Linked DNA regions of Mus musculus: all the other regions are linked to region 1. The links are chromatin contacts, called in public Hi-C maps. All regions are on one chromosome and are shown on one strand. Each heading gives the region's core, a stretch centred on a gene start, on an enhancer-like site or on the middle of the called end of the contact. The rest is flanking DNA. Distances are from core to core; before and after follow the strand shown.

Evidence for each region. Hi-C and Micro-C count contacts between places; a contact is called where the count stands out from the background.
Region 2: a Hi-C map of cortical neurons shows a contact between it and region 1, with 2.7 times the contacts expected there. The contact joins the promoter of Trmt9b here to the enhancer-like site in region 1. A contact is called at or near these places in 11 of 39 promoter capture datasets (the 3T3-L1 cell line, the C10 cell line, embryonic stem cells and 5 more), 28 of 484 Hi-C or Micro-C datasets (the C10 cell line, the C3H10T1/2 cell line, the HL-1 cell line and 13 more), 11 of 115 datasets of contacts at active chromatin or transcription factors (T-cell acute lymphoblastic leukemia, craniofacial prominence, embryonic forebrain and 5 more) and 2 of 9 other capture datasets (embryonic stem cells and pancreatic islet).
Region 3: a Hi-C map of cortical neurons shows a contact between it and region 1, with 5 times the contacts expected there. The contact joins two enhancer-like sites. A contact is called at or near these places in 1 of 15 datasets of contacts at CTCF or cohesin (the NIH/3T3 cell line), 24 of 484 Hi-C or Micro-C datasets (B cells, B-cell progenitors, the G1E-ER4 cell line and 14 more) and 4 of 115 datasets of contacts at active chromatin or transcription factors (CD4 single positive thymocytes, cardiomyocytes, embryonic stem cells and 1 more).

The regions. Positions count from the first base shown.
Region 1 is chr8:36,200,359-36,203,725 of GRCm38.p6, forward strand. It overlaps Gm35520 (a long non-coding RNA gene), which reads left to right. Exons shown (of 4, transcript XR_870363.2): 4 at 1,742-2,489. Among named protein-coding and RNA genes, the nearest start is that of Gm39165, 6.6 kb to the right of the region's middle. Within about 2 kb of position 1,808, at least 7 of the 459 cell types and tissues checked have an H3K27ac peak or open chromatin away from gene starts, as enhancers often do. A contact at or near this core is called in cortical neurons, where this site is marked.
Region 2 is chr8:36,456,525-36,459,891 of GRCm38.p6, forward strand. It overlaps Trmt9b (tRNA methyltransferase 9B), which reads left to right and starts at 1,562. Exons shown (of 5, transcript NM_176952.5): 1 at 1,562-1,859.
Region 3 is chr8:36,360,432-36,363,798 of GRCm38.p6, forward strand. No RefSeq gene overlaps it. Among named protein-coding and RNA genes, the nearest start is that of Trmt9b, 96 kb to the right of the region's middle. Within about 2 kb of position 1,625, at least 11 of the 459 cell types and tissues checked have an H3K27ac peak or open chromatin away from gene starts, as enhancers often do. A contact at or near this core is called in cortical neurons, where this site is marked.

The DNA.
Region 1 (3,367 bases), core at 558-3,057:
AAAACTGATAATAAATTATTTTGAAAAAAAGATAGAAAATGGTTGAAATTTGACTACTGACGGAGAGCTATGAAAGGTTCATTGTGACAAGTGACTCATTCCCCAGAGAGCCTGTGAAGATGGACACAAGCCATATCCAGCACGAGGTTGAGCGCTGGGTTTTTATTCAGACACTAACATCAATCATTATGCATTTTGGATCTTGGAACACTGTCATGGGTAGTTTGGATTTATCAATTGAGACATTTCATACAAATGAAAAATTGTGGCATATGGCTGGCTCTTCCTGCTGCAATTGTTTTTTTTTCCAATTTTCTATCAATTTAGCATGACTAAACTTCCAGTGAGCCGCATCTATCTAAAAACATGTCCAAATGAACAAAGGTTTACCACTAATGGGATTGGCTCACAGGGAGGGGGGAGGAATGAGAGGACTAAGTGCCTGGTGCTTTTTATGAATCTGTTGTTAGCCAAAGTAGCTGCTGATGTTTGAAGCTATGTTAAAAGAAACAATGTAACAAAGACAAACCATCAGTGCATCTGGTCCTGGAAAGCAGCTCAGTAGGAGAGTCACCTGGTCCTCCCTCGCATCCACAGGGCTAGTTTTTGTTTGTTTGTTTGCTTTTTAATTTAACAGAGAAGTGAGATTATTCTTTTCATTAATTATTCACTTTACATCCAGATCGCAGCCCCCTCTCCTGCCCCCCACAGCCCCTTCTCAGTGAAGGAGAAGAGGCCCTCCTCCTCTGTAACTAACCGATCCTGCCTCATCAAATCACTGCAGAATTAGGTACATCCCCTCCCACTGAGGCCAGACAAAGTGGCTCAGTTAGGGAAATGGGATCCGCAGGCATGCAGAAGTCAGGATAAGCCCCGGCTCCAGTTGTTGGGGGACCTGCATGAAGACTGAGCTGCACATCTGCTACATATGTGTGAGGGGGCCCAGGTCCAGCCCATGCTTGCTCTTTGGTTGGTGGTTCAGTTTCTGGGAGCCCCCAAGGGTCCAGCATAGTTGACTCTGTTGGTCTTCCTGTAAAGTCCCCCAATCCTTTCCTCAACTCCTCCACAAGACTCCCCCAGCTCCCTAATGTTTGGCTATGGGTCTCTGTTTCTGTTTGCATTAGCTTCTGGGTGGAGCCTCTCAGAGGACAGCTATTCTAGCCTCCCATCTGCAAGCATAACAGTATCATTTATCATGTCAGGGACTGGTTTTGGTCCATGGGATGGGTCTCAAGTTGGGCCAGTTATTTGTTGGCCATTCCCTCAGTCTCTGCTCCATCTTTGTCCCTGCATGTCACGTAAACAGGACACATTTTGAGTTAAAGGCTTTGTGGGTGGGTTGCTGTCCTTATTCTTCCAGTGGTCGTCTTACCTGGCTACAAGAAATGGCCACTTGAGGCTCGAGATCCTAGTTTTGTTGTTGTTGTTGTTGTTGTTGTTTTGTTTGTTTGTCATTGCATTTAAATTCCTTCTTTTCCTTCTTTTTTTTTCATTTAAGGCAAGAAAGGAAACTCAAGTGTAAATATGGAAAAGCAAATATTGTAGATTTGTTTATCTGTTTAGACAGTATCTCCATGAAGCCGGTACTACGTAGCTTAACATTCACTATGGAGCCAAAGTAGCCCTTGAACTCCCAGAGATCTTCCTACCTCTTTCTCCCAGGTGATGACATTAAATGTATAAGCCACCATACCCTGCATCTCCCTATTTCTTTCACTTTTTTTTTCTTTTTTTTCTATAGCTATACAGGAATGCAAGCTTGACTGAAAATTTTCTTCAGTATTTTAATCTGCAGTTGATCATCACGGCCAGTAGATGGTGCTTGTGTCCCTACAAGGAAAATTCTGGGCAGCATTAAATACGAGAAATTTTTAGAAATCTGGGAATTTAATGAATCTCCAACTGAACCCAGTAGAGAAATTAAGAATAGTTATTTCTTGAAACAATTTTATGACACCAGAAAAAATATCTCCACAAGTTCCTCTTTCTTCACAGGAAAACACAATGCCTGATGTCTGTCTAAACATCCCACATTTGAACTCTAAATTTATATTTAATATCATGGACATGTGGTTTCAGTAAGGACACTGTGGATGATGCCCAGCTCAGACACAGAACTTGGAGGCTTTGAGCTGGATCTAATCTGAAGGCTGGCTTTCAGAGTCCTGGAAGGTATATTGCAAACTGCTAAGGCAAGCAGACAGCCAATAATCCTACACAGCTGTTACTGACACCCACGAACCGCAACAGTGACCAGCACAGCAAGATGTCCCTACAGCTCATGGAACAACAGTGTGCATGTTCCTCAAAGATCTCAAAATAGATCTACTATATTATCCAGCTATACCACTCTTGGGTGTATACCCAAGGACTGTATGTTCTACTACAGCGAGTCTGCTACCTGCTCATTCATATTCATGGTTGCTCTATGTATAATGGCCAGTAAATGGAAGCAGCCAAGATGTCCATAATAAAATGTGGTCTATTTACATAATGGCATATTTCTCAGCTGTTAAGAAAAAAGAGGGAATTCTAAGCAAATGAACTGGAAACAATTCTTCTGAGTGCTGTCGTTTTAGACACAGAGACCTCCGGAACTTATGATTCCATGACATCACTTATGAAGTCTTGGTTCAGCCCCACCTTTCTTTCTTTCTCTTTTTATTAGATACTTTCTTTATTTACATTTCAAATATTATCCCCTTTCCTTGTTTCCCTCCGAAAACCCACCCTTCCACCCACTCCCACTTCCTGGTCCTAGCGTTCCCCTACACTGGAGAATCAAGCCTTCACAGGATCAAGGACATCTCCTCCCATTGATGACCAACAAGGCCATCCTCTGCTACATAAGCAGCTGGAGCCATGGGTCCCTCCATGTGTACTCTTTGGTTGGTTGTTTAGTCCCTGGGAGCTCTGGGGGGGGTATTGTTGTTCATATTGTTGTTCCTCTTATGGGGCTGCAAACACCTTCAGCTCCTTGGGTACTTTCTCTAGCTCCTCCATTGGGGACCCTGTACTCAATCCAATGGATAGCTGTGAGCATCTACCTCTGTATTTGTCAGGCACTGGCAGAGCCTCTCAGAAGACAGCTATATCAGGCTCCTGTCAGCAAGCACCTTTTAGCATCCACACTAGTGTCTGGGTTTGGTGACTGTATAGTGGATGGATCCCCAGGTGAGGCAGTCTCCGGATGGCCTTTCCTTCAGTCCCTACTCCACACTTTGTCTCTATATCTCTTCCCATGGGTGTTTTGCTCCCCCTTCTAAGAAGGACTGAAGCATCCACACTTTGGTCTTCCTTCTTCTTGTCAGTCCTACTTATAAACTTTCAAAGTTCCCACTGCTTTCTAGCTAGTATGTCAGCTCAT
Region 2 (3,367 bases), core at 312-2,811, 260 kb after region 1:
CAGAAAAAAAAAACAGGCATTAGCTTCTCAGCATTCTACAGTGGTCTGGTTTCTATAGATGCTACGTCAACACATATCATCATTCATTGTAAGAGAATATTCATTGTTTCTGTTGAAATTCTTCTTACTACGAATGTCATGTGTATCATTACTGACATCTTCATACTATTTCCTTTTTCATTTCTTTAACATTTTATTTATTACTCCATGTGTGTGTGTGTGTCTGTGTGTGTTTATGTGGTTGGCTTTATCACCTGCCACTCCTGCGTCCCATCCTTTTTCCTTGGGTCCTGGCGCTCCTCTGTCACCTCTCCCCTACTTCCTAGCCTGTGCAACAACCCTAAGGGTTCTGTCCCGTCTCCTTTGGCCACTGGCCGCTAACATCTTTATTGATCGATCAGAAACCACATGTGTGCCTCAGCACCTGCAGAGGTTTCTACAGAGGACTAGGAGATGGTTATTTTGTTATTTGTGACATTGCAATAGAAATCCAAACAGAAGTTCTCCCTGGGCCACCCCAGTAGCCTGAGTACTAGAACACTATCCCTGAATTAAACTAATCTCCAGCAGTCCTCCTTGTGGCGTTTTAAATGCACATTGTCTTTGTGAGACCTTAAGATGAGTCCTTACCAACACTTATAACAGGACAGAAACTCAACAACATCAGGGTCTTATCCAAAAGCCAGCAAAGCATTACTGAATGTATTGGGCTCCGACTCCGGGGAACATGTATTTAAAAAAAAAAAAAAAAAGTACAAAGAACCCTGCCTGTAACTGTGTTGTTTACGAATAGGGGTTGAAGGTTACCAGCTAAGACACTGAAAGCAATTAACACTATTATTGCAAAAACAATGATCTATATCCATTTTGGGTGATCGCTTCTATATCCCACCCTGCACTGTTGTGATATACGCGGCTTTTGACCCGCTCGTTTTAGCAAAACATTCAAAAGATTGAGCAAGCGTGCCTGTGCGGTGACAGGCTGGACTTGATTCCTCCAATCCTGAGTCAGCCCACGTGCCCAGATACCCGGTAGGGATTTTTCCTTTACAGTAGGTTGCGGTCAGGATCAAAGGGGAAGAGTTGGGCTCAGGGTCACGTGGTGTCACCACAGGTACTGAGCTGCGCTTAAGGCCCGCCAGGTGTACCCGCCCAGTGGCGTCTCTCCCACTTAGGACCCTTCACCCCACCAGACACTGGAGGTGGGAGACAGGAAGGTCATCCTGAGCCCAGCCTCTGGCGCGTCCGGGCGCGGCGATCGCAGGGGACAGACAGAGCAGCCACACGGCTTGGGCTACGCCGCGCGCCCGCGCCGCGCCGAGCCGACTCGGAGGCGCCGCGGGCTTGCGGTTGTAGCCTGGGGAGAGGTGAGGGCGGGCCCAGGCGGTGGGGACTCCGCTGGGTGGGGGTCGTGGGAAGTCGCAGCTGTCACTCTGGCGCCCAAGCGGTGCAGCTCGGCAGGAGGTCCCCACCGGAGCCTGAATGCGCGCGGCCTCGCGGCTGCATTCCAACTTCTCTACGGAGCCGCGCTCTAGCCCGGGCGCGCGCTTCCGTCCCGCGCGTACTCCCAAAAACCCTTCCCCGCCCCCTGTCCCTCTCTCTAGTCCTCTCCCTTTCATTCTCACGCTCCTAGGCCGACCCGTGGAAGTTGCATCCTGGATAGCCCGGGCTGCGCTACTGAAGAGCTCCGAGCTAGAGCTCGGCCGAGCCTCCCGCCCGGATCCCGGGCAAAGACCGCCCAAAACCTGGTGCTGACCTTCGTCTGCACCGCTCTATGGTGACCCGAATCTCCGCTGCCCGAGTTGCAGCGGCTGTGCACCCCAAGGACTGCCAGAGCGCCCGGGAATCTGCAAGCCTGGGTGAGTTCCTGGTCTTTCTCGGCCATCCTTGTTAATGGTGGGAGAACCTGTTTACCCTGCAAACTTGAGATGTGACCAAAGCAGAGCAGCATGCCTTGCAGGACGTTTTTCAGATGGCAGGGAGGATAAATAGGCTCTCGGAGTCCAAGGCGACAAGCTCAGAAGTATAAAGGTGAAGTTGTATTTTTGTTTCTGGTCGCACGTGTATCTTTCCCTTTAAAAGCCGTGACTTGGGAAATGGTTTTCTACCCAGCAGGAGGCGGGAACTAAGATAACTCAGCAGCCTGAAAGTTTCCAAAGCTGAGAATGAAAATACAGTTTATTGGAAGGAAAGTCAAAACAGGATGGTGGGATCTATACAATGATACGTGCCTCCTGTGTGCGCCTGTTAGAATTAACTTGAGCTCTTTGTCAGAAATAACATATAAAAAGAGACAAAGATGCAAACAACTCCGAGCCCGGCCTTTCTTTATGTATTAGTTGGTGTGCATGAAATCTTTAAAATGCACCTAGGAAATTTCATGCAGGAAAAGACTATATCCGTCTAGCTTGGAAATTAAGGTTATTCCTAATACACCAGTAAAGGGCATTTAACACTCCCCCTCCCCAGCCCCCAGATAAAAGCACTGTTATTCCTATAGCCCGTTAAGGTATCTATTCTTTCTGCTTCCTGGGGGGGGGTGATTAATTTGTATTGAAATTTAGTGAAGGGAAAGTTGTTGGATTTTTCAGAGATCAAGAAGCCTGCTACAGCCGTGTAAACAGCTCTGGTGATGTGATCCATCAGTGACCTAGGGACACTTGGGGTGGGTCTCTGGAGATAAAGATCTCTGGGGAGGAATGTCCAGGAGCCACTGGCTGGCTGTGTGTGGTGCATTTAAAAGGAGACTGTGACAAGTTGCAAAGCATCCAATCACTAAGGAAACCATTGCAAAGAACTGCTGCTTTGTTGATGGCCACGTCTGAAAAGAGGGCCCTCTATAGGCTCCGTTCCTCACTGGAAAGAAAGCCTGCCTCTAGAAAGATCTGGTTGCTCTAAAGATGCTCTTTGAAAATACTTCATCCTTTGGCGTGTGTGTGTGTGTGTGTGTGTGTGTGTGTGTGTGTGTGTGTGTGTCTTGGTATATCTAAGGTAGTTCAGGTATTCTAATGTTTCTCCTTGCGGAAGGGATGGTGACATTGAAAATGACTGGTCTGCATAGTTAAGAACTTAACCTGATTTTAAATGTAGGGACCAGGGGGCAGAGCATTCCCACGAAACTGTAAACCTTCATTTTGTGTGTTTGTTTGTTTGTTTGTTTTATAAAGCTGAATCTTACTGGTTTGGAGGACTCTAAACAAGAAGTGCTAAGTGGGCTTAGTTCTGAAGTGTCTGCTTCTTTAAGACTTGGGCTATGTGTGTCTATCTGACTATCAAGGTTCTGTCACTGCTTTGAAGAAGCCACAAGCCAGACACAGTTGGCAATACAGAGTAACTTGATGTTGAGAGGACAGTTCTCGGTGATGCT
Region 3 (3,367 bases), core at 375-2,874, 160 kb after region 1:
GAAAGAGGGAGAAAGTTTCACTAAATTATTAACTTAGTAGCCTGGGTCCGGCACAGGATAAATATCCTGTGTCTGGTTATCTTGTCCTTAGATAGGCCTTCCTCCTACGTGTGCATTTAGAAAATTAATTTACCATTTAACTAAAAATATTACTTACTTAATTTAGCTTTTTAAATAAGCATGAAAGGTAGATGTTAAAGCTCATTTTAGCCACCAAGACTCTCAGAGCCAAAGAACACACTGCTTAACACCAGAAAGCCACGGAGTTGGATTAAATTTGGATCTCCATAATTTGAAGGTGTTTGAATTTTATTCTGTGCACCATGCCCTTTTATTAAGACTGTGCAGGGAACAAAATTTAAATCAAGCTTTCTCATGTGGTAGTTGATAGAGCTAAGTATCGCATGCTTTATAGCTCCATGTGTAGTGACATCAAACTCTAAGCTTTCAGTGGATCACAGTTGATGTATCGGCACCAGAAAAATTAGTAGAGGCCACAAGGAAAGCTCCTCAGAAAGCTAGCTGTTAACCACTGACAACCACACAACCAGTGCCTTCAAGTAACAGCTATTTCTTCTTCATTCCTGGTTCATGCACTTTATAATTGGTTACATTGGATTTTTTTATTATTTTATTTTTAAAATTGGTCTATCTATCTATTTATCTATCTATCGTGTATCTGTGTATCTATGTGCCCGTGTATCTGTGGTGTTTTTTCTTTGGGTAGCCCTCAAGGTCCTTGGAACTCACTCCATAGACTAGGTTGGCCTTGAAATCACAGAGATGGGCCTGCCTCTGTCTCCTGAGTGCTGGGATTAAAGGGATTAAAGGCACACACCATCACTGCCAGGCTTTAGTTATATAATCTTATAGGCCTCACATCAATAAATTCTATCCACATAGGCAATTGACCACATCAGCGAGCAAGTACTTTTATCTTTCTCTCAATATACTGGAGGACAGAATTTCATTTTAAAGGGCCCTGAGAGGGGGAGAAAGTTATTAAACCAACCAGCAGGGGGAGCCCAACTTCCAAACGTGGGCACTAGGTAGTGCTCTGACATTCAGCTAGATTCAAAAGCTAAAAATACAGTATTCATCAGAAACTCAAACATACACTAGAAATAAAGAGTATTCAAAGACAGTTATGTGTTCAGGATCTACATTGCCCAAAATCCTGGAAGTAAAGACTTACCTTGATATATTCTAGAAGAAACATTAAGCAAAGAACTAAGAATTTTAGAAGGTAGGATCTTAGCTTCTTAAAAGAAAATCAAATGTACCATGCATTTTATATTCTCTGATAGAGGATTTTTATAATACATAAAGTGTAATTTTCAGAAAACCCATTCGCATGTTCAGGGTTCTTTAAATCCCACCTAAAGAATATATGAATGTAATAAAAGTATAATTTAAAATTCATTCGGTAAGAAAGTTGGCAAGGTTATTTTAGATTTTATCTGAAAATGCAAAGTAGTAGGAAGGAATTTAAAATGCAAACGAAACTGAAATGATTTTTATAAGAGGGAAGTTGAACTTTCCGATTTCTGTATCACATTCCATGCCAGCATCGTTTGCACAGTGACATAGGTGCTAAAATATGCAGACCCAAAGAATCGACTAGGCTGAGCAGACCTTAGGAGGTGGGATTCGATTAGCATGACTTACCGCGCTGTGGGGCAAACTGTGACTTGTTCAGTCAATGTGACAGGCTCATGATTTGGGGAAGGAAATTATATACTTCTTCCCTGCTCTAAAATAAAGCCCAGATGGAATACACATTTAAATGCAGTACCAACACTTGTTAAATATATTAAATGCAATACATCATTTCTATGATCATATATACGTACATATACATTTCTCCATGTAAACAAGTGGATGCTACCTATATGACCAACAGCCTCCCATTGGTGTGTAACAACAGCCTCCCATTGGTGTGTAACACCTCTGTGGGTTTGTGTAATCACCCTACCCTTATTTCCCATCCACAGTCTCTCCTGCCTACAGGATGCCTCCCATTCACAATAGACACGTCTACTCTAGTGGGGAAACTACTTTTCTGTAGAGAAGAGGGCTGTTGGCCACTGTGAGCAGAGCAGTGTGGGAGAAAACAGCCTCTTTTGCTCTGTTTCCAGGGGGAAACGTCAATGATTCGTACTTTCATTCCTGTTCATAATTGTGAAAATAATTAACATTCACAGATGTACAGAAAATAGTATTATCAAACTCTTCCAGCCGTTATCTTGTGGCAGCATTGTTTTGTTGTGCATACTCTCTAATGTCCTCCAAAGACCCATGGTTTGCATATTTAGTCCCCAAGAAGGTACTATTAGGTGGAGAACTCTTAAAAAAAAAACGGAACCTAAGGAAGGTATCCTTAGGTCATTGGGAGACCACTCTACAGGGGATCACAGAACCCTGACTCTCTTCTCACTCTGCCTTCATGTAATAAGCGGAGCAGCTGTGTCCCATGCTCCCTACCACTGTCACGGGAATTCTCACTGGAAACCCGGAAACAGCTAGTCTGCCTGATTAGACCCCCTAAAACTCTGAGGCAGCATAGACCTTTTCCTGTCTAAGATGAATACCTTGTGCATTATTACAGTGGTAGAAAGCTAACGAACACACCTGCTCAGTCTATTCTGAACAATTCTTATATCGACTCAAATATCAGAATCCTAATTATTTCACTCATAAATAGTTCAGAATCACGCAGCTAGCTGAACACCTAAAAGTCACACATTGCAGTTGTCTAATGTTAAATGCACAGGCGGCATTTGAAGCGCCCCATTATGAAATAAATGCTTCTGTTGCTATCGTCAACCTAAAGTAACAAATGAAGGAAGATTCACCCAAAACAATAAAGCTATCATTTCCGGGAGTTGTGTGCCATAATAAACGATGTACAGAGTTAGGGATACAAAGAGAGACGAGGGCTTTTAAGGCAAAATGGAAAGGCTTACATAAGTTGTTTTGAAGCAATTACCCTTGGTAAGGAGGATCAATAACAATAGTGGCATCAGTCCAAGGTTAAGCAGGCAGTTGCTGGGCAGATTTCCTCGCGTCAGTGTTTTCTGGGCAAGGTTATGGTGGCCTTTTGTGCAAGCGAATGGTTCTGCCAGAGTTCAATGTGCGAGTTCCTGCCCTCAGACATATGGGCCCGCGATTTCTCATCTAGAACTTGTTGGCTTTATTTTTAAATATTTGTAGAGCTCCCCACAAGCAACTTCTGACAAGCATTCACACTGTTCAAATCAGACTCCTGCGTACGCAGATGTCTCATCGGTTTGCTCTTAGGGACAAGTCTGTATGTTCACTACTCCCAGTGACCTCTGGGTACCATACTGTGTTTGCCATACATTAT